Regions from separate parts of the Mus musculus genome. Here region 2 is linked to region 1. Evidence: chromatin contacts called from public Hi-C data. All regions are on one chromosome and are shown on one strand. The core of a region is the stretch at or near the end of the contact, and the rest is flanking DNA. Distances in the headings are between cores, read along the strand shown. Region 1 holds the start of Gm6360 (a long non-coding RNA gene). Region 2 holds the start of Ttc29 (tetratricopeptide repeat domain 29).

Region 1 (7,027 bases), core at 3,364-5,863:
TAAACTCCCAACTACCCTTCAGGTACAAAAATTGTGACTCATGATCTCATGGACCAAGACTTGTTTTCTTTTCTAAAAGTTAATTCAGTTCTGCTTTACACACTGTGTCAATGCCTCAGAATTTCTTCTCTGCTAGACATAGAAGGGTAAACTGAAAACATATCGCTGCCCTTATGTATATAGACGCACATTCATGTGTTCTGTGTGTATTAATGTGTATGCATGTGTGTGTGTGTGTGTGTGTATGTGTATGTGTGTGTGTGTGTGTGTGTGTGTGTGTGTGTTAGCTCACGGTCGCAGCCATGAGCATGACTGTGTGTGTGAGCCTCTGGGCCCCGACTTTGCCACCCCCTGCTCTCAGGAGCTCGACCAGCACTACCTTGTCATCACAAAGTTCATCTCAAGCCAGTGTGTTCAGCTTATTTCTCTTTTCAGTTTATGATGGTGTTTTCAAAGCTGACCCTCTGCTCCTCTGCATTCTGAAAGGTCACCCACTAACATAACAGTCTTTCTTGTAAAGGGCCTGTAACAAATGTTCATTTCACGTCTACTCTTTCTTAGCTCACCAACAGCCAGAGTCATTTTGCAGCCTAGAGAATTCAGCATGCATATCCCGAGAGGCCGATTTTATAGGGGTGGTAAAACTATCCTGGCTTATTCTGACCGAGTGAGTACACACACAGCTCTTCCTTTCCTCTGCATTGCAATGCATCCTGCACTAACCTGATTGTCATTATTTCCTGCTGTCAATCTCATACGGGAACAGGCGACATCACTCTACTTTGTCATGGTAAAAAGTTTATCCTGCAACTTTGCAGCTTCTTAGGTCTTCTGTGAAAGGCTGTGCTTACCCGTGTGTGCTTCTGGGCATCTCCAGGGCTCTGCATTTAGCTCCATACTTCTGAAAGCATCTGTACAGAGATAATATTAACGTTATTGCAACAGACAGGAGGAACCTCATTTCTCTCTGCTTTGACTGAAACTGTCTGTTCGTAGTAAAATTGTGCAGACATTGGCATTTTTGAGGGAGGTGTGAATGTGGTAGGACCAGTCACTGGTGGGAGAAAGAAGTAAGATACAAGACACTGCCAGATGACTAGTTTCTTTCTTTTCATTTTTTTTTTTTTTTTTTTTTTTTTTTTTTTTGGTACTCAAAATGGGCTGGTGAGCCATAATCATCAACATTATTTTTCTTGGCTGCCAAGATGGCTCAGCCAATGAAGGTACCTGCTACTAATCCCAATGCCCGCGGACTGATCCTCAAGACTGACACGGTAGAAGGAAAACTGAGTGTTTTCAAGTTGTCCTCTGACCTCCCAGGCAGCATGTGCACCTGTCGCGTGCGCGCGCGCGCGCACACACACACACACACATACACACACACAGAGATTATTGTGAAGCTAGTTTACCATGGGTTCTGATCAAGAGTTACATGGAATATTAAGGGGGATTTATTAAGAACTACTTGGATCCCCTAATATCTATTTAACCTGGGTATGTGGGGTGTTTAAAATTCTGAACTTGGCTGCTTATTATATCTAAATTTTTGGGAGATCTAAGTTGATAGCATAAAGGTAGAAAATACTGGAAAGTTGATTATATTTAGAATAAAGTTTGAGAGACTACCCCTAGTCTCAGTTTACAGATTCATAAAATACTAAAGTCTGTACTGATGGGTCACAGTTCTAAGATGATCTAAGATGATGTCGGAAAGCCACTCAGTACTGTGGAACTTGGAGTTCATGGGCAAAACAGTTTAAAAGATCCGTTGGAGTTAGAGATGCTCAGTGGCTGAGCGGTTCCTCTTGCGAAGGACCCCATCACCAGTCCAACATCTTTTCCCGTCTTGCTAGTCACCACCACTCATGAGCCACACCCACACATAGGCAGACACACCCTCACACAAATCATTTTTAAAAGTAATTAAAATCCCCTTTTAAAACGATGTCTCACAGTGGGCTGGAGACATTTGCTCCTTGCGTTTCTTCAGATCATCTGAGCTGTAACTGCCCTGGTCTTGGTTTGTCAGTTAATTGTCTTTGTATTATTTTTTCATGCTTATTGCCCAAATAACTCCACCAAGCCTCAGTCAGAGCAATAAGTAATAATGATTATGGAGAAATATGGTTAAAAAAAAAAACTAGAAATGTAAACTTTTGGTGTTTCTGCAGGCACTGGGCATTTCCATAGGAAACAGTCATTCTCTTTTCGGTGGGTAGTGCAAAGGCCATGGCTCTGCTAAAGGCCTACGTCACAGAGCTACGTCACAGAAACTCCCACTTAGTATTGCCAATAGCATCTGGTAACCCTGGGCCTCCCTAATGAAGCTGCACACACCGCCAGGCACCCCTCCCCATGCTGCTGTCTGTAATCTCCAGACTCTTTGGGGGTCACTGGTTTCTTCCTCCAGATGCCTGTTGCATGCTGTTGATCAGCAATGTTCCCCAGGTGCACAGACACGGGACAAGAAGAGTGTAGAACTGAATAAGGCTGCCTTGCTCGGCTCCTAAAAGGTCTGCATGTTTAGACACTGTTGGTAGGACAATTGCTTGAGAAAAATATTGCAAGTGTCATGACCAAACTACACCCAATTTCCTCTAACTTCTGTGCCCAGAAAAATGTGGTGACTTTTCCCTAAGATTCAGTGAAATAATAAAGAGACAGAAAATTCACTCATCTGAACACAGGGCTAATCTTGGGTCCAGATTCTCTGATTCCTCCCCCTTCCAACCCCTACCCCCATCCCTGCCCACCAAGTCATAGACTAGAGAAGGGCACATGGGAACACTTCAAAACAGAGAGAGGGAGCTGGGAACAGCCTCAGTCATGAACACACACAGGCACACAACACACACATGCACACATACACAAATACACACACATACATGCCCATAATTTTAAAAATAATTTTAAAACGTCTTCAAAGCTCAAGGAGCTTCAAGTGTGCCTCATAGGAGGTCAAGGTTGACTGTACATATACTAAAATTTCCTTCAGTATCTGTATGTATGTCATTACTCGGTCTCCCAGGGAACGAGCATGCGCTTTAGCAGAAAATAAGTATAACCAGTAGGTAAGAGTATGAGTATCTGTAACTATGCGCATTAATAAGTAGCAATGACTATGAACGTGTCAATATCAATGACAACTTTTAAAATAACCATGATGCTAAATAATCATGGACATAAAAATGTGGTAGATGATGCAAGGATTTCTGTTTGAGATGTTCCGTGCTGTCCTTGCTATCTTTGATCGTCTGTATCATATGATCTGCTTCTGTGCTGTGACACCTGAGAATAAGTGATGGAAAATGTGAGTTATTAACGTCACGGTAATCTCGCTCCATACCCCAGGAGCTGGAGCTGGAGAATACAGGTTTCCCTGTCAGCTGGGGTCCATGCGCCAGGGACAGTCACTTGGCTTCTTTAGACTTTTGATCTCCATGTTGAAGTTTTTGAGACTGATGTTTAAAAGTGTTGACAACAGACAGTATACATTTGCACAAACTCTAAGTCTCCTGTAAAGGTTGCTTGGATTAAATAAGAAATCATCTTGTTATTCCTTTGTTTTTGCCCTGACACTGGGCAGTGATTCTGGAGCCTGCCCTTGCTGAGGAAGCTCTACCACTGAGTCACTTCTCAAGTATGTAATGGCTTTAAATTTTGAGGCAAGGTCTCCCTGAGTTCCCCAGGCTGAGCTAGAACTCACTTCATGGCCCAGGCAGGCCTTGGCTTTCTGATCTTCCTTCCCCAGTCCCCAAGTGCTGGGATCACAGCAGGGCCATCATTTTGTTAAAAGCTAGGCTCTTCATCAGCACTTTCTCTGTAAGTGAGGGGTAGTACTGGAATGAGGAGCATCTCCATAGGTGGATGTTACTTTGTCACTAGCCTTCAGAAGAGTATATTCAGACCCACTTGAGTTTTGACAAAAGGCTATGAAACAAACAGCTGAAAAAAAAGAAAGAAAGAAAAAAAGACAGGAAGGAAGGAAGGAAGGGAGGGAGGGAGGGAGGGCGGGAGGGAGGGAGGGAGGGAGGGAGGGGGAGAGAGAGAGAGAGAGAGAGAGAGAGAGAGAGAGAGAGAGAGAGAGAGAGAGAGAGAAAATTAAAACTATGGACATGCCTTGTTGCTCCACCTGCGATCTTGTGTTCAGACATGGAATGCCCAGAGAACTTGAGCAACAGTAAGGAGCTTTTGGAGGCAATTGCTACTCACAGTATCGGGAGCACCCAGCTATCTTATGTGAAATTCTTTTCATCTTCCCTCCACTCTCTTGTGAAAAGCAGGAGGCTTTCTGAGAGGCACAGACATTCTCAGTCTTTGCAACAAGACAGCTTTCTTGCTGGTTGAGCTCAGGAGAGGCAGGGCAATTTTGTGTTAAACAGACTCAGAAGATGACAGGAAGGAGGTAAGTTTATAGCCGGAAATCCATATGCAAACCGTCCCTTGGAAGGTTGCTTTTTACTGTCTTGTACAAAGTTAATGGAAACCAAGGAGCTACCATTCCAGAATCTTCGTCTCCTTTAATCCTTAATGACGAAATAAAAATGGGCAGCCTGTATCCTGCAGCAGCTCCAGCCAGCAGACCTCTAGGAAACAAGGCTCCCTACAGACTTTCCCTTGATCTTAAAGCTCAACTTGAAACATTTATATGCACAGAGCACCTGGCCGGGAGATGTGAGAAGGGCCTTTTTTTCCCCTCCACCTTGGCTCTATTTCTTTCTTTAATAATAAATTCTCAGGTTTCTTTCTTCCCTTCCTGAAAATTGATTCTATTCTAAGTAGTGTTTTTTGTTCTTTCTTAATAGTTTAAGGAAAGCAAGACAAACTTGAAAACCCCCCATTAACACCCGTCAGGGGTCCTGCCTGCCCACCTGTATCATCTTTGTTTTTCCAAAGATGAAGCAGAAAAGTCAAGTCAGGGTTGATTAATTCTAATCAGGTTGAGGACTTTCTTTGTTTGAATTCAAAGGGCTCCAGGTAACCTATTGTGCAGCTTAGTGGCAAGGGCTGCGCAAATCTTCTCTTGTACCCCCTGCGTCGTGAAGAAGCAATGAGCTCACAAACTTGTTCTGACTGCTGCTCCCGCTCGCTCAAACATGCAGGTGTGCACACACTGTCACTCGCTTAAACACGCAGGTGTGCACACTGTCAGGTGTTAAACAAAGGAGGAAAGCTGGAGCTGGTCCTAAAATGTCATCGTCATCTGGGGTATGTCCTCAACGGAATTATAATGCACTTCATGCTACAATGACATTTGGTCCAACAAGAAAGTGTGTGCCGGATGCAAGACAGACACCTCACTTTTATTTTGCAACAAATATATTTAAAGGAAGAAGAACAATTTCGAAATATCACTGGGCTGTGTTCTTTCTTCCATCTTTCTGTTCTCTCCTTCTTCCCGGGCTTCACCTCATGGAAGATTTTACGAAGTCAAGCTTAAAGACTGTGGTACAAAATGATAAAGAAATCACTGATATTGGGACAGAGGAGCTAAAAGGCAAGACATGAACAAGGAAGGAGATTTCTAAAATATACAAAGCAAGTCCCTGCTCTGTAGCTATGGCAGGATACAAGGTACACATTTGGCTTTCCATATACCACCCACCACCACCCTACGCTGTGCCCCAGCAAGGCTCTCAGGTGGCCAATTTACTGCCCCCCCCCCTCTAACCCTGCCCTCTTTAGGCTCATTCTCCAAGACCAAGTGCTACTTGCATTCAGCCAACAGATGAAAGGAGGCTCTCCTTTGCCCACAGTATTTAGGATTAAGGTCTAGTTGCTCACTGCAGCATCTAGACTTTCATAGCTAGACACTCGACAGCTTTCAGGCTCTCTGGCTGTCCCAGCCTCCCTTGCACACACCCTTTGGCCAGCCCACACTTCCTTCAGCATGTAGACTCCATCCTTCTCTGTATCACTTTGTTAGTCGGCTTCTCTGCCTCTCCACTCTGGGTCACTCATACTCTTCAGGCTGATAGTGCTCCTGTGTAGGTCCAACCTATGCTTCTTAATCCTGATGCCTCCAATGCTTCAGTGGTCAGCGGGTACTTAGCAACATGCACCTCTGGGGCCCGGAGTCGGGTTTTAGAAGTGCTTTGGTCTGTTTTCCCCTGGGGCCTGACAGTGTACTATTGCTAATATATTATTATGTCACAAATAGACAACTGTAACAGTCTGAGACATAGCTCAGAAAAAGAATGCTTGGCTAGCACCTGTGATTTCCAGAGCCATAAGTAAGAATGATACTTTTAATGGAACAACAAACGGGCTGGCATCTATTAAGTGTCCCTGAGCAAGGTAAGGTCCTAAGTGTTCTGTCTTCACAGCCGTTGCCCACACTCTGCATGGGAAAGCAGGCCACGAGGCGGCTCATTATCAGTTCTTTTTCACAGATGAGGCATGCACGCACAACTTTGGTGGGTGAGTGTGCACTTGGATGCCAGCCTGGTCTTTTAAGAACTGAAAGTTTGCTGTCTGCCTAGTTAGTGGTCTATGCTACCTTCCCTGTGGCAAGTGAGTCTCCCAGCAGCATGTGTGATGAAAGAAAAATGTTCAACTCCCAGAATTCATGAGAGCTGAAAGAAAAGCAGAGAGAAAGAAAGCAGGAAAGGAAGGAAGGAAGGAAGGAAGGAAGGAAGGAAGGAAGGAAGGAAGGAAAGAGGGAGGGAGGGAGGGAGGGAGGGAGGGAGGGAGAGAGAGAGAATTGATGGGGTGGGGTGGGCATCTATAATTAAGTATTTTCCTCCTGTGTAACATTTGAGGTCAGTAGCAGCCTAGCTTGGCCTTGAAAGTCTGAGTAACAGGTTTTCCACAGCACGGCCTCTTCCTGAAGTCCCTCATTTGGAGGCAATGGCATCTGTTAAGTTCAGACACATCCCCCCCCCTCCCCCGCTCTGCAGGGCTGGCCTACACGGCAGGCTTGCCTCACTTACCTAAATCAAATCCAACAAAAATCCACACTCATTCCACAACTGTTCCCCAGGAGAAGAGAGGGGAAGAAGACGGTGAGTGGGAAGAGAAGGTGACC
Region 2 (7,027 bases), core at 3,124-5,623, 140 kb before region 1:
GGCTCTTGGTGCAAGAGTCCACCTTCTACCTAAGTATGGAGACATTAAAAAGGCCAAATGTTACTGACACCATCACTGCCATGTGTACCAGCATGGCAGTACTCCCTCCCTTCATCAGCTACCTGAAAGGCTGTTTCTAAGTTTCAAATCACTTGTCACCCACGTTTAATACATGTGTGATCTGAAGCAAAGCCATCAACTCAGGTCCCAATAGTCAACAGATTATTTATGGAACCACTACTTTGTGACACTGTCCTAGGTGCTGAAGACACCATCCAGCAAAAAAAGACAAAAATCTCTGACCTCATGACATTTCCCTTATGGGAGTGGACACTCAAAAAAGTAGACATCAGTTACATGAGCAAAATAGACAGAGCATCATATGGTGATAAAAAAAAAACTTCATAGACGAAATACAACACAAGTGCTAAGCAACAGTGGAGGACACATGAGACAAGAAGACACTGTTAAACTTAGGGAGTCTTGAAGCTACCGTAGAAACTCTCGTGTTTTCTTTATTGACGTGATACTCTTTCTACTGTAGGTCTTCCAGATACCAGGATCCACCCTGGTTCCTTTGGGGTGACACACTTTCAGCTTCACTTTGAAAGGTTTACTCTGATTCTTCTGAGATTAAGACACGGAAAGGAATGCCAGGATGCAGAAGGACTACTGTTGAGGCATCTATGAAATCTGGCAGGAGAGGTATGTGGGAGGAGATGTAGTCAGACCTGTGACAGAGCCGTCTACAGACAGTGAACTGCTAAGATACCCATGGGCCTGGGATAGGGTAGGGGGACACCAAGACTACACAGGAAGGCTTGTGAAAGTCAGTTCGATAGGTTTGATCTCATGTTTCTAAGAACAATTATCACATCAGACTAAAGTATTTCTGCATAATTAAAGAGATAATTTAAATACAGATTAGTATTTTATTTCTGATACATTAGAATCTTATTACCCTGTTTATGACATGATTAACTGCATGAATCATAAACATATTCTATGTTTTTATAACATGTGCATATAGCTATGCAAATGCTTAGCTGCACAGTTAAAGCACACAGTCTGAACAGAAAGTAGTTTTTCTGCAGAATAAGCAACAGAAGTGAATGGTAATTACAAGGGATAACTTCATAATATATTAGCTTTGTAACTCAAAAAGATCTTTTTTTTTTTCTGATCAAAAGTTATATCAAGTTGGTTTATCTGGATGCCCAGAATTTATTAAATCGAAGTCTTGAACATAACATGTGATAGAAAGTTAATTCTCATGGATGTACTTAAAGGAACACCAAAAGGCTCCCCTAGCCTTTACAGAAGCTTACACCAGAATCCATGAAACCTTTATTGCAGAGTATTCAGCATTATGAAGTACAGTGGAGTGAATTCAGTTTTAAGTCCCCAACTAATGGGTTTCTAAGGGGAATAAAGACACCAAGAGCTACCACACCCTCCATTCAGCATACTCCATGTTTCAGAGGGAATGCATACTGAGGCCCCATTCTGCTTTCCAGGGCATTACAGGATGGTCTATGGAGCCAAGGAGTCTGAGTAGATATAGAGGCCTTTAAAAGATTCACCAAGGAGTTTCTCACATACCAGACAGACTCAGTTATGTATGCGCGATGCGGCAGTGTCAAAGAGTTCTGATATGGCCCATATACTCCACCTTGCCACCCCTCAAAATGGGCCTTCCTGTATGTTATACAAAAAAACAAGTGGGCTAGCTAAAATTTTCCAGAAAATATAAGCATATAATGAAATCAAATGCAAATGATATACTCGGGAACGAATCTGTGGCTTCGTTGTCACACATATCAACTGCAATTTTTTTTTCATATTGTAAGTCAACGATTCCAGCATTAAAGTTTCAGCTGCCAGCTCCTTCATTTTGCTCTCCTCTGATCTGAGAGCAGGAGCAGCGGGAACACCTTTACTCTTAAATTTAGTTTAATGTAAGTATTGCAAGCCCTGCTGGCAAGCCTCAAGGCACAAACTCTGAATGAGGGGTGGTCAGAGCTGAATTATAACGTGGGGGGAAAAGTTATTAACTGCATGCTGGAGAAACCTCACTCGACCCATCTGCGCTGGAGAATGGAAGCTAAGCCTTGGGGTGGATGTCTGGCAGGCTCTCTCTCCTTGGTCTCAACCCACATCCTACCTTGCCTATGATTGCTAAGCAAAGGTATTTTATTTTCTGTAATCAGTGGGTGGTTGCCACTTCGTCTATTTATACAATAAAAGTGTGTAGTTTGAATTACAGGCTTCATGTGGCATTTGAAATACACTCAATATTCAGGGTGTTCCTGTACCAAATTATTTTCCTCTCTTTGATGCCTTATAAGTTTGATCTTATGTTTCTTTTTATTAAGGCAGGAAGTAGCTACATTCCCACAAGTAACAGCAGCAGAGGAGGACAGAAGAAGAGGAAGGGAATGCCAGTGTGTGGAGGAAGCTCTCATTTCAGGCTTGTTCTGTTTTAGAGTGACAAAAGCCCCTGTTCACTATTAATGCGACTTGAGTCATTTTCCCATGATTCCCAGCCCTCGCTGTCCTAACTTCAGCTCAGCAATAAGGAACTTAGTCCATTCCTGCTGTGCACTACCTGGCCTAGGTCAGCAGTAAAAATGGAAGCCGCCCTCAACCCTTGGCCATCGGGTCCACCCCAACTCATCCCTACAGAAGAAAGCTGCAGGCAGGCAATCACTCAGTGAGAGAGAGGGAGGGAACCTCTGAAGCTGGTACCAAAATGTACTCAGGCCCTGGAACCCAGGCTGAAGCAGTGCACTAGGGAGGACCCAGGGGGCATTTCCCCCTCCTCTCCAATGCCAGTGAACGGGCAGTGCTACACGTGGCTGAGGCAGAGATCAAAAGGCTGCCTGGAGCCATTCTACAGTTGGTATTCAGAAAAGATTTGGCACATCCTTTGATCTGCTGGTTGGCACTCACATCAGCTGCAGTTACAGCCTCTGAGTTTGGCCCCCATGTACAAAGACAAATGAGAATGGAGAAGCAGGGGAGAAAGGTTTGAGAGTTCTGGGTCAGGCTGTATGTGTCCCGTGGTGGGAGTTTACATTTCTGGCTCCCAAGTGAAACTCTTCAAAGTGTAACCCTTGTGCCCACTCCCCCTTGACATGTCCCCAACAGGATCCACAAAAGGAGAGCAGATGACTGTGTCCTCTGCAGTGGCAGTTCAGAGAGGGACGAGTCTTAATGACTGCATTTCCAGGTCCAGCCACTGTGACGGTGAAAGCTGAGATGAGGGAAATGGAGCCAACAGACCCAGCAGAGAAATGATTATGCATCACTGAGAAATTCAAAATAAATATGATCTCCCCCCTCTATGATACAAAGTCATTCTTATGATTCAGAACTTTTTATATAAGAATTCTTTAGCTCCAAAAACATGAAGGGAACCACAGGATACATTTAGTAGACTATTTTTACATGATTGAAAAACAAGCTCACATAAATAAGTTTGAAATTTTGGATACTCCTAGCATGTTGTGGTAGACAGCTGGATGGGTTGTGAAATAAATAGTAACCACACATTTCCCACCACCTAACATTTAGTAGTAATGCAATCAAAACATCAGGTAGGGAAAGCCTTAGACGGTAAGGCACATTTTATCCAACTTACATTTGCAGATAACCGATTGCTCTGGGCTCTTAGAGGCCTGTCTGAAAATTCTGTAAGCAAAATACTACAGCAAAGAAAAGAGAAAAAAATGTTTAAATACCTAGCAAAATAATTCCTCTGTGCTCCTCATGTCAAGAAACAAGGCTCACTCACACCAGTGGATAATTAAGTAGCAGTACTGTGCACCCAGCATATATCATATATTTAAATGAACTAAAAAGTAAAACATCCCAGTTAGACACTAGGAAACTAATCACTAATTCAACAAAATGCCCCCCACCCCACCCCAAACATCTGAAACTCCAATATGGTTCAGGATGGTTCTTTCTCTGACATTTGTGAGCCCGAGATGTTTTTAATGACAGCTGATCCTTCTGTTTCCACCCACCTCGGAACAGGTCTGCTGTGCCTAGAGAGGTTTGGTTTTTCTTGGCCCACCAAGGTCCAAGGGGCAAGAAGAGCGCCTTCTGCGAGGGAATTGATTTGGGGGGATGAGTGGAGAGGGCCTTTTCTCTCCTCTTACCCAAGCTGGGGCCCAAGTAATGGAAGAAGGGGTTCTTGGAAAGGAAGAGCCGCCCACTCTTCTGGGAGCTGACCAGGTCCTGTCCCCAGCCTTGCCCCACAAACCTTAGAAAACTAGCTCTGGGCCTGTGATTCTGTGTCCCTGACTAAGCTTCTGCAGGCGGTGGGTGCTGGGCGCGGTACTCTCATCCCAGATTGTTGGCCTGGCTTGGTGCAGACAGGGGACGCTGAAAGCGTCTCCATGGAAACAGAGGGGCTCGGCGGGCCAGATGGAGGCGTAGTTAGGCTAAAATGGGCTTTAGGATTGGTCAGCTCCAAGACTCTTCAAGTGAGGGGGCGGTGCTTGGAGAGTGGGCCTGTTAGTGAGTGGGCGTGGCCTGCAAGAGGATCTGGTTCCTCCAGTGAACCCGCCAGAGAAATTCCCACAATCCAAGGGCCTTCTGAATGCCCCTGAGTTGTTTCCTTTTTTCAGTATTTCCATGCATTCAATTATTTCTTGTGAATATGCAATTGATTATTGTGACTACCTATAGCCAGCACCATCTCTTGTCTACACCAGGAGAGCCTCATCTGTTCTCAGGAATTCATTTTGTAGCTTTAAAGTAACTCCATTTGACCCGTGTGAATTCTCTCCCGGACTCTGCTCTCTGCTGATTTTCTGCACGAGTGTTTGTGAGTTCTATTTGCTGTCATCTCACAGGTAAAGATCTCTGAGTTAGAGGTCTAGAAAACTCTCTCTCTCGCTTGTTTGTATTTATTCTCCCCGCTTGCTGTTCCTAACTCTCTGGAAAGTCTATGACTGATCTTGTGCTGAACATGAGGTTCCTTAGAGATAGATCTTTGCAAATGAAAGAAAACTCAAACAAAAATAAAGGGGAAACAGTTTCCTCCAAGTGAATGTTGCTGGCTTCAGCTAGTTTTTTTTTTTTTTTTTTTTTTCTCAAGGGACTTGGACCCTTCTGAAAGTACTGAGGACTTAAGGACATGCCGATCTTTACCCACATAAAATTAATCTCACTTTATTCTTTTCACTTATAGATGTCTTTACTATGAGCCTATCTTCCCCGAAAGTGTCAGCTAAATGTGCGTTTTTGTCTTTCCTTTCTCTTGTCCTGTAATAGCATGGGGACAGGAATGTGGTATGTATTCACACAGGATTTTTAATTAAATGAATGATTGACAGGGAAGACAGAAATTCCTCCAATTGATTCTCTCTTCCCTGTCTAGAATTCAAAGTGGAGTGGGAGAAGATACAGATGACCACTTAAAGCTGTTACTTACCTACGATATCCAGAGTATCTTCTGATCTGTGCTCTGAAGATGGGTATTTAGGATAAGTTAAAACTCTCTTCAAATGCAAATTCTAATCCTCCAGTGGATGCCACCACATCCTAACCACTTCCCATAATAGATCTCAATACAGTGTGACATCCCGCTCTCAATCCTGATAGGAAAGTTTCCCTGAGGCCTCCTGTTTTGACTCCGGTGTTTTATTGCATGTGTCCCCTTGCAACACTGAAGAAAGAATATTCTAGGCAATCTGAGTTCTTTTGGGGATGACATTGTCTGACTTTTCCCTACAAACATTGATAAAAATGTACACCTTTGGTACTTAGAAAGTATCCTTTTACATTTGCCATTCCCAGAAGTAGTGATGAGACCCTGGAAACCCATTTCCTTGTCCCTCCTGTGTTGGTGATCTACTAAGAAGATCTATGTTGTCAATGACAGTCACAAGCCTTAGTTGCCTAAAACATCAAAGCCATTTCTGAATTATGCTGTGTGCTGTCACAAGTCAGCCTTGGGTTCTACTCTTTGCTACTGTCATAGCAGACCTGGGCTGAAGGGACTGCTGCCAGGGCATGCCTAGCCTGTGGAGAGATGATGATGGAGGAAAATTGCTCATTGGCTTCAAAGGCTTCATTTAGAATAAAAGCAACAGCTTTCTCTCACATTTCATTGGCCACAACTCACATGATCCTGCTCAAGTATAAGAAACAAGGAAACTGTCTCCTTACCCCGTGTTTGAAAGAGAAACCAATCACCTGTAAATGACAGGGGAACTAGTCACAGTGGCTCTTTCCAGTGCCACCTTACGTAGCTGAGGCTTCCCTGAAATACCTGATCCTCCGAGTACAGGGGTTTTGTGGAAGAACCCTTCAGTCAACATCTTGTATATCCTTCCTCACATTTACATAACTGTAAGCTGTTACTTTACAAATAGTTTCCTTTTAAAATGTTTTCTTCTTCTACCATTCTGATTACTAGTATTGAGTCCCCTGACTTGAATTTTTAACCCCTAACAAATACATTTTCCATTTTCATTCTTTTACCATTTTGTTACATATTATTTGTAAAGTTTTTGAAAATATTACTTGTCAGCTCCTTACTAATGCTTTGTCTATGGAAAGAATCATATGTTTTGTATCTCTAAAGCCTCTCTTATGTTGCTTCATTAGATTTATTTTCAGTGTGTGTGTGTGTGTGTGTGTGTGTGTGTGTGTGTGTGTGTGCATGTAGAGGCAGGAGTTTGAGAGTGAGTTTGGTTTTTCTTCTTCTGTTCTGTGGGCCCCAAAGTTCTCTGGGCTTTGAGATAAGTGCCTTTCCCTGCTGACCATTTTGCTGGTCCAGGATCAGCTTCTAGTTGGAGGTGCTGGCCCTACAGGGCTCTGTACATGCTAAGTATACACTCTACCATTGAGCTCTGTTACCACTGTTGTTAATACATTCTTTTTCATGAACAGAACTTCTCAATTATCACTGAACATATCATATTTTTAAGGCTATAATTGTTTTCTATAAACTGTATTTGCCTACAGGAAAGTTTTTCTTTGTTTAATGTTGACATTTTTATAAAGCCAA

The links. A called contact is a pair of places that touch in the nucleus more often than the background predicts.
Region 2: a Hi-C map of embryonic stem cells shows a contact between it and region 1, with 2.5 times the contacts expected there. The contact joins the promoter of Ttc29 here to the enhancer-like site in region 1. A contact is called at or near these places in 12 of 39 promoter capture datasets (the 3T3-L1 cell line, 3T3-L1-derived adipocytes, the C10 cell line and 7 more), 3 of 15 datasets of contacts at CTCF or cohesin (the G1E-ER4 cell line, embryonic stem cells and stem cell-derived epiblast-like cells), 71 of 484 Hi-C or Micro-C datasets (ECoMG myeloid progenitors, ECoMG-derived neutrophils, the G1E-ER4 cell line and 23 more), 16 of 115 datasets of contacts at active chromatin or transcription factors (acute myeloid leukemia, astrocytes, bone marrow-derived dendritic cells and 2 more) and 3 of 9 other capture datasets (embryonic stem cells, liver and pancreatic islet).

What each region holds. Positions count from the first base shown.
Region 1 is chr8:78,066,332-78,073,358 of GRCm38.p6, reverse strand. It overlaps Gm6360 (a long non-coding RNA gene), which reads right to left and starts at 911. Exons shown (of 2, transcript XR_878949.2): 1 at 852-911. Within about 2 kb of position 4,613, at least 7 of the 459 cell types and tissues checked have an H3K27ac peak or open chromatin away from gene starts, as enhancers often do. A contact at or near this core is called in embryonic stem cells, where this site is marked.
Region 2 is chr8:78,210,688-78,217,714 of GRCm38.p6, reverse strand. Ttc29 (tetratricopeptide repeat domain 29) reads right to left here and starts at 4,373. Exons shown (of 14, transcript NM_183096.3): 1 at 4,167-4,373; 2 at 3,644-3,707. Gm39202 (a long non-coding RNA gene) reads left to right here and starts at 4,422. Exons shown (of 3, transcript XR_878950.3): 1 at 4,422-4,865.